Regions from separate parts of the Triticum aestivum genome. Here region 2 is linked to region 1. The links are chromatin contacts, called in public HiCAR-type maps. All regions are on one chromosome and are shown on one strand. Each heading gives the region's core, a stretch centred on a gene start, on an enhancer-like site or on the middle of the called end of the contact. The rest is flanking DNA. Distances are from core to core; before and after follow the strand shown.

The links. HiCAR-type assays count read pairs that join an accessible place to other places.
Region 2: a HiCAR-type map of leaf shows a contact between it and region 1, with 3 times the contacts expected there. The contact joins two enhancer-like sites. A contact is called at or near these places in 1 of 5 Hi-C or Micro-C datasets (leaf) and 1 of 1 datasets of contacts at active chromatin or transcription factors (leaf).

Annotation. Positions count from the first base shown.
Region 1 is chr1A:473,431,212-473,435,136 of IWGSC CS RefSeq v2.1, forward strand. No RefSeq gene overlaps it. Among protein-coding and RNA genes, the nearest start is that of LOC123151195, 62 kb to the left of the region's middle. Within about 2 kb of position 1,785, at least 2 of the 8 cell types and tissues checked have an H3K27ac peak or open chromatin away from gene starts, as enhancers often do. A contact at or near this core is called in leaf, where this site is marked.
Region 2 is chr1A:473,607,898-473,611,706 of IWGSC CS RefSeq v2.1, forward strand. No RefSeq gene overlaps it. Among protein-coding and RNA genes, the nearest start is that of LOC123151280, 110 kb to the right of the region's middle. Within about 2 kb of position 1,729, at least 2 of the 8 cell types and tissues checked have an H3K27ac peak or open chromatin away from gene starts, as enhancers often do. A contact at or near this core is called in leaf, where this site is marked.

The DNA of each region.
Region 1 (3,925 bases), core at 535-3,034:
CGTTCCCATCGGCTCACATATCTTGGAAAGAATTGTTTGCTTTACTTGTGTTGAAATCAATCCAGTTTAATGCAAACAAAATTAGTGCGTTACTGGAGTGGGCATGCCATCGTACCCTACGTTCTTTCTTCTATTCCTATATGCATTTGCAATTCCGTGAATGAGAAACCACACCCATTTTGTTTGCATTCACGGAATTGCAAAAGGGGCGACAGTCATAGCTTCGGCTCCAATGGCTCCTTTGGCTGCTCCGCGTCGCCCTCCGCCTATATCTACGTGTCGAGATTGTTGAAGAGCGCGTCTGTCGCCACCCATTCCTACTGGATGAACTGTCGGTTGGCCTCCACATAGGCCTTTTCCTCGATGAACTTCAGGATGGCCTGCTGCTCCACCATCTCGGAACGCTTGGGCGACTGCGAACTTCGCCTTCGCGTCCTCCATGTTGAAGCCCGTCGCCAGCTCCTGCTCCGGCCACTCCGCCTCGTCCTTTTCCGGATCCGCCACCACTATGGAAGCCGGTTGTTGCTCCTCTCCCCCCTCCTCTCCCGCTTCCTCCTCCTCCGGCCCCGGCGAGTCTGGAGGTAGCTCAACGGTGATACGGGCGGCGTGCACGCTGCGCCACACCCGGATCTCCTACTCGATCTGGTACCGTCGCTCCGATGTGAGCATAACGTACGTGGTTATCTTTTGCCGAACCATGGCGAGGCCGGAGAGCGTGGGAAAAGCGACGGAGCGGGAGACAGTAGGTGGATGCGCTCGGGCTGGCCGCACATAGATGGAGAAGGCGAATGTGGCTAGAGATACACCGGCCGACTTAAATAGCCGGATTTGGCCTCGGGCGACGAGCCAGAGCGGCGCCAGGCTGCGTTCACACAGTTATCGGAGGAGACGTTCATTGGGCCGTCGAATTTCCAAGCGATTACGTGTGAGGCCCTATCGTTAGTCCGACGTGACGGACGCGCCCGGGCTTCCTGGTGCCCTATATCCGTTTCATATTTAGACCGAATATGAAGGGTGCTGATTAGCCCGGCGTTTGAGGTCCTTTTGAGAAGCCCGTTGACAATTTTATAAGTGTCAGTGACCGGACCATCCACACCCAAACGTTTAAGGCGGGTACCGGCTGTAGATGCTCTAAGCAAGCACAAAACTCCTTGTCTGCTTATGTCCCCGTCCAGCCGTAGATTCCAACGGGACAGCCAACGGCACGCACGCTCCGTTGCCGTCTTCCTTTAGCCGTCGACGACAACCAGCGACGCCGCGTCTGTGCACACGCTAACCTGGATCATCGCCAGTGTCGCCGTCACATCGCTCAAGCTAATTATAAGCCCCGGTCCGGTACACGACGATAACAAAACCTGATCGGCCATTGGTACGAGTGAGAACCGGGACGAGAACACCTGCGACTTTGGAGCTCGTCACGAAAGCGAAGCCTGCGTGTGCACATGGCCTCTCTGACGAGACCCACGCTAGCTGCCACGCACCGCGGACGCGACGTCTCTGACTGATTTATTTAGAGAGCGGTCGCTGCACCTGAACTTTCACGCGCGCACGGGCTGCTCTCTTAGATTGATTCGATTAAAATGCATGAATGCATGATGATCTGGCGTCATACGCACCAGCAGACCGCGACTGATTAAATCCCTCTAGTTTGAACGATTAAATCAATCATCAGTCGCCAAATCTCGGAGGTTATCTGAAGAAAACAGTCACGTCGCACCGGTCGCCGCCTCGCGGGATCGGTATTCTATGGCCATTCTGTGTGATGCTCTGACGCGTAGCGCCGTAGCAGGCGTGGCTACGACGTATACACGATGAAATGACGTGCCCTAAACCTTAACAAAAGTAGAGGGCAGGTGTGTGCGCGCGCGTGTGGCCTTTCTGAATTCTGCCCGTGAAACCTGTCGCTCGCGGTCTCCGTGGTGACCTTGACCTTTGCGTGCCCCATGTTCAAAGCTCCCGACGCAGATTAGCGCGTCCCTAACGTAGCGTCTACTAGCATACTGAACATCCACGGGATCTCTCGCTGGCTCTCGACCTCTGGTGTGGTAGCTGACGGGCCGTGCCTTGACCGTAGAAAAAAAAGTGGACCCTCCGTGGGTTCTGCAGTGTTAGCTGATTAGCTGCTAGCTATACTGAATAGCGGTTTGAATTGAACTGTTGGCAACGAGCCCGCAGTTCTGCATGGGACAAGAGCTAGCCACCTTCGTTTACACATTGCATTGCTGGTTTTGGGGTCAGCAGTGCACCCCGTCGTCGACCGTCGATGTCATACTCAGCAGTGTACTCTCGACGCCGTCGACAGATCACATGGTACCCGGTGAAGACCATCGAAGCACCATGCTCTGTTTGCCGCTCCTCGGCGGGGTCGGGGCTGGGGGGAAGACCGACGAGCGGGGAGCGGCATTGCACTGTTGACTTGAACATCAGCCTGCCGGCCAGTGGCGGCTACAGCTCTGAAGAAGAGGTGCAGCAACAGCTTCAATAGATACAAAATCATGCAGGTGACTGATCGATACCACTAAAGCATATACGTGGTATGCAAATTCTGCACGCAGGTTCTTTTTGCTCGTGTCATGTTTGCAGCATAAACTACTCCCTCCGTTCTTAAATATTTGTCTTTCTAGAGATTTCAACAAATGACTACATACGAAGTAAAATGAGTGAATTTACACTCTAAAATATATCTATATACATCCGTATGTGATGGACACGGCTCCTCTCCCGTGCGCTAGGTGACGTTGGGCCGCTGACATGTGGGCCAGGTTTCCCACAGGCCCACATGTCAGTGGTAGAACGGCAGGCTGCCGAACGGTAGAGGATCCTCGCGCATATGTGATAACCATTTGATATCTCTAAAAAGACAAATATTTAGGAACGGAGGGAGTAGCAAATATTCCATGCATGTGTGCCCACAAGATATGAATCAAATACCTTAAATGGGTATTGTCCATGAGAGTATTTTCCATAGTTTTAAATAGCCAGCTATAGCTTTTCAACAGCGTGCCGCTAAATGGCCGCCTTCACAAATAGCTCGTTATAGCTGATTTGAAGACCCGCCGCTATTTAAAACGCTGGTATTTTCATAAAATATGTTTCGCAAATTGTAAATCTTACATGAGGATCTCGCCCTGTCCTAAATGGCATATGCTTTGTGAATTGTCAAAGTCAAGTTAGCAAAACCCCAAGCAATTTACCATGGTCTACAAGTTAAAGAAGAGAAAATATAGAGATAAAGTGTCAAGAGAAAAAAGAAGATTATGTGAAGAGACACTAGGACCATGCACAACGCCCTCTTTCATATTTCATCCCACCATGGACTGGTGGATCACAAATTAACTACCATGTCTCTCCTACCTACCACCTCAAGGGTAGTCTAGCTTGGTCATTTTTCAAGGACGGCCAGCATATAAAATCCTCCAATGGAGAGAGACACACACCCTCTGAGGGACCTTCTACAGCTTGGGGCTAGGTATCATGATCGGACGGAACTCAAGAGGCTTGGATCGACGAAAAAGGGATCATTGAAAGTGAAAGCGTCTACTGGTGCCCAAAGACTTCTCTCTTCACCTCTGCTAACATAGGAGCTGCCCTGGTCCACTAGGGGACATAACATATTCAAAAACAATTTGTGTGTAAACTTCGTTGGCGTAGAGTAACCTTTGCATCAAGCCCACGCATACATCAATGTCTTTAATTTGCAAGCATAACCATGAAATATCTCATGATCTCATGTGGTAACAACGAGGACACCAATATCAAAATCTTATGAGCAAAATTAGTAAACACGACAGAAAACAAAATACCATTTTTGGAAGTTTATCAATTTTTAATCAAACCCAACCCATTTTCTCAGAGCCAACCATTCCGAGACAAAACTTGCTACGTTAACACAAGATATATTGGCATCGAAAAAACTAAGCCATTT
Region 2 (3,809 bases), core at 479-2,978, 180 kb after region 1:
ACGCCCTGCGCTGGGCACGCGACGACTACCTCCGGACTGAGATGACCCGGCAGACCCGGGCCCTGGAGGAGATCGCCGCCCGCAAGCGTGGGCGCGAGGACGAGCACGGCGTCGTGATCCTCGACAGCGACGACGATGAGGACGCCGCCGGACCGTCCAACCCGTCGCGCCAACCAGGGGAGGGTTGCAGTAGGGACTGCGACCACGACGGAGGCGGCGGCGGCGACGACGACGACGACGACGACTACATGCGGTTCTACAGCCTCCTCGGCATGTTGAACTGTAAGGGCGGCGGCTGGCGAGGAGTGGTGAGGCGAGCGAGACGGCGGGCTGGCCTAGTAGTGTGTTTTCTTCTTTTTGTAAAATATTTTAAATATGTATGAGCGGACGTGTTTGTGCCGTGTTTGGTCGAATTTGGTTTGAAGTCGCCGAAATGCATGAACTCGCCGTGTTTGCGCCGTTCAAAAAAATCCCGTGAAGCTGCGACTGGATGGCATCACGTCCCCCGCGCGCGTTTTGCGCCGGTGCGTACTCTGAGGACGATTTTTAGCGCCTACTGAGGGGCCAACGGCTGAAAATGGCCAATGGCTGAAAATGCTATTAGGGATCGGCGTTCCAGAAGATGTTGAGACGAGTCCGGTTCGTTCTCCTCGAGGCAAACGAAAGCATAGTCGATCCTAGATTCCTAGCAAATAAAGCACAAAACTTCTTGTCTGCTTGTGTCTCCGTCCAGCCGCAGATTCAACGGGACGACCAGCGGCACGCACGCTCCGTTGTCCTCTCCCGTGGCCGTCGACGAGAGCCATCTTCCTCTCGTCCGTGCACACGCTATCTTCGATCATTGCCAGTGTCGCCGTCACATCGGTCAAGCTAATCACTCCCTCCGTAATAAGAACGTATAGATCATTAAAGTATAAGCCCCGGCCCGGTACACGACGATAATAGAAATAAACCCGATCTCCGATCGGCACGAGTGAGAACCGGGTGGAGAACACCTGCGACTTTGGAGCTCGTCACGAAAGCGAAGCCTGCGTGTGCGCATGGCCTCTCTGACGAGACCCGCGCTAGCTTCCACGCACCGCGGACGCGACGTCTCTGACTGAGTTATTTAGAGAGCGGTCGCTGCACCTGCACCTGCAACTGCAACTGAACTTTCACGCGCGCACGCACTACTCTCTTTGATTAATCGATTTAATTAAAATGTACTGTATGCATGATAATCTGGCGTCATACGCACCAGGAAACCGTGACTGATTAAATCTTCTTTTTCTGACCGATTAAACCAGTCATCATTCGCCGAATCTCCGATCTTATCCGGTGTAAAACGGCGTTAACAATGAACGCCGAACTGACCAGTCCGTTGTTTATTTACTGAAGAAGAAAACGGTCACGTCGCACCGGTCGCCGCCTCGCCGGATCGCCATTGTATACTCATTCTGTGTGCTGTTCTGACGCGGACCATGCGTGGCGACGGCGTACACGACGGCATGACGTGCCCTGAACCTTAAGAAAATTAGAGGGAAGGTGTGTGCGCGCGCGCGTGTGGCTTTCAGAATTCCGCCCGTGGGACCTGTCGCTCGCGGTCTCAGTGGCGACCTTGACCTTTGCAGCCTTGCGTGGTCCATGTTCAAAGCTGTCGACGCAGGTTAGCGCGTACAGGATGCATCGTCGTCCTAGCTACTAGCATACTGAACTGTGGACATGACGGAGATCTCTCGCGGGCTCTGGACCTCTGGTGTGCGTGCGCACCGGCTATGCTGACGGGTTGAGCTTTGACCGTGGGGAAAAAGTGGACCCTCCGTAGTGTGTGCGTCATATGAATGTGATACTAGCTGATTAGCTGCTAGCTAGGCTGAATAGCTGTTTGTTTGACCCGATTGCGAGACTGCAGTGCTGCATGGGACCCTTCGCTTGCATAGTTGCATTGCTTGTTTGGGGGTCAGTGGTGAGGAAGAGCGTTGCAGCGCCCGAGCACCAGTGCTCTCTATATTTGACTTTTTCAAATTCGTATTTTTGAAATTTCAAAAAATATGAAATTATTTCCCAGGATGCATATACACATTCCGAATACCCGTTGCAAGTTTCGGTACAAATCTCGTTTTGTTTTGGACTCTAGAAAAAAAACAAATTTCTGACAATATATAGGAGAAAAAAGATGCCATTTTTGTCAGAAATTTCTCTTTTTTGTATTTCCCAAAATACAAAGTATTTCTTCTTTAGATTTCTACCAGTCCTTAGAAATATGTGTACGTATTCACATATTTGTTTTCAGATTTTTTTGAGCATTGAAAGTGTGTTTTTCAAAAAATTCAAATATCAAGAGCAATGGAGCTCGGCTTCTGCAGCCACTTTCTGGTCAGTGGTGGGCAGTCTTATTTTCCTGCGAGATCTTCACAGGCGGACGGCGACAGTACATCGGGTTGATCGTGGTGCAGAGGTTCAACGTACAGATGAGCTGCCGGACGATCAGTTAGAGCATCTACAATCAGGATTGCCAAATATGACCCATGTACGTGTGCAGACAGGTCAGTGCCCGGTTACCGCCAATATGTCCCCGCCCACAGCCGTGCTCCTTAAACATCCTCCCTAAAATCCGGCCCAATAGACAAAGTTTATCGGACATTATCACCAAACAGATCAACTAGATACAAAATAAACTAGATCGACGAACCGGGGCGACCGACATCATCATTTCCTTGTCGGGCCCTTCTCCTTGCAGTCACCTGAGCGGCGGCAGTAGTCCTCCGTGTAAGCATCCGCGATGGGAGGTGCGTCGTCGTCCATGCTCATCATGCCGCTGTTCGACGACGACGAGATGATGTGGGCGAGATGTCAGACAAAGCGGGTCTGCTCATTCGCATGCCGTGTCGCCTTGACCTTGGCAGTCTCCTTCTGCATCACGAGGCGCTCCGATTTTTCGATGATGAGCTGGAGTGCCTTCGCGTTCTTGCAGCGGACGTGCCTCGCGCCCGTCTCCACCGCGGTCAACGACGGGCGCAGGACAACGCACAGGAGCAACTCATCTAGGTCGAAAGGTGCGGATCTCGAACGTGTGCGGGAGGAGTCGGTCTCCACCGCCCTCTGCACGACCTGCTGCCTCTCACAACAGGAGACTTTTGCCTCCGACTCTGACATCCCCACCCGCTGGCTTCACGCGGGCACGAGCACCCAACGTTGTCCGGGAGGAACTGGGTGTTGGAAATATGATCAATTTACCAAATGATTTTATTAACAAAAATAGTAGATAAAGCATGACTAATATAGTAGAGATAAAACAAGTCACGCGTTCTGACAGAGAGAAGGTAAATAGCTTCTGCATATATGAACCGTAGCCTATCATATCTAAAGCAGACAGTATAGCAAGTAGCATATATGAAGTAGAACCTATCATGTGTAGGACATGGACTAGAACAAGGAACTGCGGCAGAACCTTTAACAGGAAAGATAAGAACACGTATGGGACAGCAGCAGCAGAAGCGTTGGACTTGGGGTCGGTGTCCTCGCCTGCCATGTCGTCGAGGAGGTCGTGGACGTCGGGGAAGAAGTCGTCGTCGGGGAAGTAGTCGTCGGCGACCGGATCGTCCGTGATGAAGCAGCCAGTAGTCGCGCTGAGCGCTCCCCAAAAACCTTATCACCCTTCTCCCGTACAGGACTCAAAAGGTGCGGTTTCAGAGGTCTACTGTCCCGACTCGCGGTGCACGCCGCAAGCCGGGATGAGGAAGACAACAGCAGTTCAGAGATTGGAACCGGTGGCGAGAGGAAGGAGAAGTTCTGGTGCGTCTCTCTGGGAGGAGCGACCTCCCTTTTAT